Linked DNA regions of Mus musculus: region 1 is linked to region 2. A link is a contact called in public Hi-C data. All regions are on one chromosome and are shown on one strand. Each heading gives the region's core, a stretch centred on a gene start, on an enhancer-like site or on the middle of the called end of the contact. The rest is flanking DNA. Distances are from core to core; before and after follow the strand shown. Region 1 holds the start of Zfp930 (zinc finger protein 930). Region 2 has its middle 25 kb from the start of Gm33103.

What was found. A called contact is a pair of places that touch in the nucleus more often than the background predicts.
Region 1: a Hi-C map of embryonic stem cells shows a contact between it and region 2, with 5 times the contacts expected there. The contact joins the promoter of Zfp930 here to the enhancer-like site in region 2. A contact is called at or near these places in 2 of 39 promoter capture datasets (the C10 cell line and macrophages), 3 of 15 datasets of contacts at CTCF or cohesin (the NIH/3T3 cell line, embryonic stem cells and pro-B cells), 59 of 484 Hi-C or Micro-C datasets (B cells, the BV-2 cell line, the Ba/F3 cell line and 30 more), 15 of 115 datasets of contacts at active chromatin or transcription factors (bone marrow-derived dendritic cells, embryonic stem cells, epiblast stem cells and 4 more) and 3 of 9 other capture datasets (adipose tissue, embryonic stem cells and pancreatic islet).

Annotation. Positions count from the first base shown.
Region 1 is chr8:69,207,636-69,210,335 of GRCm38.p6, reverse strand. Zfp930 (zinc finger protein 930) reads right to left here and starts at 1,290. Exons shown (of 4, transcript NM_001013379.2): 1 at 1,177-1,290. The coding sequence starts at 1,179. Gm39188 (a long non-coding RNA gene) reads left to right here and starts at 1,339. Exons shown (of 2, transcript XR_870488.3): 1 at 1,339-1,477.
Region 2 is chr8:69,026,314-69,029,034 of GRCm38.p6, reverse strand. No RefSeq gene overlaps it. Among named protein-coding and RNA genes, the nearest start is that of Gm33103, 25 kb to the right of the region's middle. Within about 2 kb of position 1,429, at least 43 of the 459 cell types and tissues checked have an H3K27ac peak or open chromatin away from gene starts, as enhancers often do. A contact at or near this core is called in differentiating embryonic stem cells, embryonic stem cells, extraembryonic endoderm stem cells and 2 more, where this site is marked.

The DNA of each region.
Region 1 (2,700 bases), core at 41-2,540, 180 kb before region 2:
GAGAGGCTTACACAACAAAGTATTCCCAGGACTATTTCTTAAGTACACCAGTATCCTGGAACAGTAGACCATTCTTCAGTGTCAGGGTCCCTAGGTGAATATGCCAGACTGAGAAAGATTATAAAAGTATAAAGGAGAAAAGATAAAAGCTGGGGTGGGAAATCATAGAGAGCACACTAAGAAGTTAGAAGAGGACTGAGCTGGGTGTTAAGCTGAGGAGCAGCTAGCTCAGGTCAGCTCTCCAGCTCAGGTCAGCGCTGTGTGTAGCAGATAATGTAGTAATGATGTGACGGCTCCTTATAACTAATAAACGCAGAGGCCCACAGCAGGCAGGCCGAGATCTTGATGCTGCTACAGTGAAGACCATACTGCTGTCTGGCTTGCTAACAAAAGGACAACTGGCTGCATCTATATAAGAGGATCCATAGAAAGCAGCCACTGCCTAAGAAGAAAACAGGACTTTTATGGCACACCAGGCCTTAATGTTGGTTACATGACCCTACCTGCTCCTTTGAGCAGCTTCTTGGTCTCCTGCCACTTCTTAAGGGCATCGGTCTAGCGGCTGTTTAAGATCAGGGTTGTCTCCTTCCTTATGGTTGGAGCCAAATGTCTAGACAATCCTGGTGAACAAACATGCGTATCTAGCACTTCATCTCTTACAGACCTCATTAATACACTATATCTTTGGGTGTTTCAGAGGCAGCCCACCTTTAGCTAAACTCTACTCTGTGTGACTTATTCTCTCCGAAGCATTGGTAAATCCTTTGCATTATCATCTCAGCAAAATAGTGGAGTGCTACCAACACATAAGATTCCATGCACAATACCCACAAAATTAACTCCAAATGTGAAATCCGAAGAACAGAAATTCTAGAGATGCTAGCTAAACTAAAACGGCAACCTGCCGTCCTCTGATGCACAAGAAGCACGGTGATGTTGGCTACAAAGATGTTTCTACGCACACACCATGTCCCCAAAGCTCTACACAGACGCTGCCCACAGGGTGAAGTTCTTCAGAGGTCACCACTTTGGTACAGGGAACTACAGAGACCGCATGGGACTTCATACAACTCCACATCTGGCCCACTAGCTTCCATCCAGTCCAAGGGTAGCCTACCAAAAGGGATGCCGAGGCTCAGCAGCCCACTTCTCCCAAGACTGCGGTCCCTTGCTCACCATAGCGTGGCTTCCAAGCTCGCGTGCACCCCTCACAGATCCTGTTACACGCAAAGAACCGCTTGCATTTTCCCAGCTTCGGAACGGAGCCTGGAGCCTGGCGCCCGGAAGAGCCCGCCTCCCCGATGACGCTCCGACTGCAGGTTCTCATTGGCTGATGAGGCCTGAGTGACAAGAGTCCCTCCTTTGGCGTTGGAGTTTAAGGAACAGCACAGAACAGTATTTCCTGTTGCAGATATTTGCATTTCAGGAGTCCTTGCTCTTGACCTGAGGTAGCTTCACTTCTATCTTTCCTTGCGTGGTAGGCACTTTCCCCTTTTCCTCCTTGACACAAGGTAGCTAGTTTAAATAGCACATTACAAAATGTGGAGTGGAGTGTTTCTCCTGTCCCACAAGTGGAAGGGTGCCCACGATATTAATAATTAAGGAGATTTTAGAAAACAAATGTTTGTTCTGTGGGTTCACGGTGAGGTCAGGTGAGCTACAGCTACGTTCTACCTGGCTGGCAAAGGTACACTGGACAATCCTGAGAGAAAACCTGGAACCACATCACAAACACAATGAAATGTGTTTCTCCCACAAGAAGGCTGGATGGTGGATCCATCCCTATAGGAGTTTTCTTCCTGAAATTCAGGTCTATCTCTTGACAAATTAACACTAATGATAAGTGTAGTCTCCACGGTAACTTGAATAATTAGAAAGAAATGGTTCGAGGAAGAATGTTGTTTATGAACACTATTCCTAACATTTTTCTGAGTTAAGGTGAGAAAACGCAGCTGTATTAGTCAAGGTTCTCTAGATGAACAGAAATGATAAAAATGAGCGTCTCTTTCCCTCTCTGTATGTAGAAAGGGGATTTATTAAAACGGCTCGCAGGCTGTGGTCCAGCTAGACCAACAAGTGCTGTCTAGCAACTAAAATTGGAAGAATCCAGTAGTTCAGTCCATGAGGCTGCGTGTCTAAGCTGGGCTTCACTGTATACCACATTTTCAAAGAAGGAGGCTCTAAAGGAATGAACTTGCTAACCAAAGATAGGGCAGAGAGAGAGAGAGAGAGAAAGAGAGAGAGAGAGAGCTTCTTTCTTCTCTATTTATGTGGACTGTCACCAGAAGGTGTGGCCCAGATTAAAGGTGGATCTTATCGCCTCAAAAGACCCAGAAGCGTCTTCCCACTTCATAAGTTTTAATTAAGAAAAATCTCTCACAGGTATATGCAACTTTTTGGGTCTTAGTTAATTTGTAGTCAGTTTGTCTACCAAGAATAGCCATCATAACAGACAAGACAGAAAAACTTGGAAATATTTCTTACCAGCAGAAAGCAGGGAAATCATTTAACAAAAATAAAAGACAGGAAGCATGGGGGTTTTCTTTAGAGAGCCTGGACACATTCGCGTAGAGTTCTGCCTGATTTGGTGGTGTTCTTAGCTCAGCGTTGGACAGGAACATATACAATTTATTTTAAAAGACAGAAGGAAATGTCTCTGGCACGTTCATCTTGTACCTCAAGGTCATAATTGAAACTCAT
Region 2 (2,721 bases), core at 180-2,679:
ATGAGGCTCTCTCCCTCTTCCTTAGGCTCCAAAACCCACAAGTGGTACAAGGACACTTAGAAGGGTGTGGTGGGCAGGGTTAGAGAGCTGAGATCATTGTCTTGTCTCCCGAGCTAAGATTTCCTCACCCACCCAGCTTCCCAGCTTCCCAAGTGTTTTTTGGGAAAATACTCTTTTCTCCTTTGCTTCTCTCCTCTTCAATTTTTTTTTAAATAATTGGAGTGTAACACATCCAACATGTGTAAGTTTTGAGTGAGTACTGATAAATTTGTTTTATATATATATATATATACTTTTCTGATAAAGAAAGCATACACTTGTAAGCCTTCAAAGACAACAGTCTCCTCACACTTCTTCCCGGTGACTCACCCACTCCTACAAACCTCTGCGTTCTGTCCCCATTAATTAATTGTGTTGACTTTCAAAGAAATATTGACTTTCATCCATTTCTCAACTAAGATTCCTTTTCAGTTAGAACTTCATGATATGTGGTACTCTTAAAGGGCCTCTCACTTCATCCTGCTGGATTTGGCATGATGGTACCATTGTGCAGATGAAAAACTGAGTCAGATGTAAAATGATCAGCTTGATTTCAGATAGTCACTTCTCGTACAACAAATAGCAGAGCCTTATTGAACTCAGACCAACTTGGCTCCCAAGTCTGAGCACCTTCTCTTTTAAGCCAGTTATCCTTGTTAATGCTGTCTGCTTTTGAGTAATGTTTGGTAGACATTGGTAGATTGTTTCTGGCACATTCCTTTAGGAGATAACCAAGATATATACAATGGACAGAAGCCTAGAGTCCAGACTTAATCTGGATGGTGTCTGCCATGGAAAAGCCTTTATGTGTCTTAGTAACAAACTTACTCTGGCTGTCCCGTGTTGCTGCAAGGAGCAGAGGAGGGAGTGTATGACTGGGCAAAACCAGAACAAAGGATTAGTCTCCTCTAAAGGATCTGATGGTCAAGTCTTTCATAATTCTCCAGCTGTAGAGAAGAAAGGAGACTCGGATAGGGAGAAGCTTGGAATCCTCGGGAGGGGAGGGTGTTGTCAGCAAGCAGTGGGAGAGGTAGGGAAAGGAATGTGCGAGAGGAACAAAGGTTGGCGGGGTGGGTAGATAAAGGCTCTTGAGCAATCTCCAGGAGTTGTCCTCAGAAGAATAGATGAAAAGGCAAGGGGGTGGGGAGGCTGGAGGTGCAGCTCAGCGCTGGAGTTCATCCATGTGCTAGAGAGGAAAAACTGGAAAAGCTGTCTGGGCAGGAGGTGTGGAGATGGCTAGTCTCTGTCCCCAGTAGTTAATCTTCCCTGGTTATTTGATGGGATGCTTAGGGAGAGGTTTTTAAGACAATTGCACTTCTCCCTTTGGTCAGATAAGTGAGTTCCAGAGTGAGCCTGTTCCTGTGCTCAGGAGAGAAAGCAGACAAGGTCAGAGGAACCTGCATTCTGAGCAACTTCTCAGGCCTGATAGTGGATCAAAGCACCATCCCAGGGTATCTTTGCCTGAGCCTCAACAACATGGAAATTTACAGGTGTGATTATATGTCTTCAGATTCTGGGGTTGGGTTGGGGGCGGGGGAGAGAAGGAGACAGATTGTATCTAAGAAATGGAATCTTTAAGGGAAGGGAACCTGTCCCAGCCAATGTGCGAGTGTGAAGTGTGGCCAGAGAAGGGTCAGAAGGATTCTGAAGGTGGAAGGGGCTGTGAGAACATGGGGGTCTCAGATAGCTGGGAAAAGCGCAGACACAGATTCTTCAGAACTCTGATCCTGCAGAAGAGTGCCTCCTGCCATCTCGTGGATTTTAGCCCAGCGACATTTATTTTGGATTTCTATTCTACAGAACAGTAAGAGTTTTGAAAAAGATGTATTGTTTTAAGCCACTGAGTTTGTAGGATTTGTTCTAGTAGCAATAGAAAAATAAATACAGACATATACACACATGCATGTATGTAAAGAGGATGAAAGCTTAAGAAAAATCAGAGAATTATATACTTTTATTTTTTGTTTTTAATTAATTAATTAATTAATTAATTAATTAATTAATTTTGGCATTTCCTTTTTATTTAAAATAGATTATCTTCTCACATAATGTGTCCTGATAAAAGTTTTCTCTCCTCCTCCTCCTCCTCTTCTTCTTCCTCCTCCTCTCCTCCTCTTCTTCCTCTTCTTCCTCCTCCTCAGCCCTTCCCACTTCCTTTCCCAGCTGGATCTATTCCATTTCTGTTGTTTATTAGAAAACAAAGGGACCTTTAAGGGATAGTAAAAAAATATAATAAGATAAAACCAAAGCTAACATTGGAATAGGACAAAACACAAAACAGAAGAAAAGAGCTCTTCACACACACAAAAAAAATTAAAAGCATAAGAAATAGATCCACTTGTTATTTGCATACTCAGAATCTCATAAAACCAGTAAACTGGCCAGATGTGGTGGCACACACTTTTAATCCCAGCACACAGGAGGCAGAGTAAAGCAGATCTCTGAGTTTGAAGCCAGCTAATCTATATGAGCTGCAGGACAGCCAGGGCTACACAGAAACACTGCCTCAAAAACCAAAAACAATAAGAAAAAAAAAACAAAAACAATAAACTGGAAACCTAGTATATATGCGAAGGACCTGGGTTGGGGAGACAAAATAAAATAAAAATAAAAAACAAGATAAAATTAAAAAAAAAAAAAGAAGAAGAAGAAGAGGAAAAGCCCTAATCAGGACATTACGAG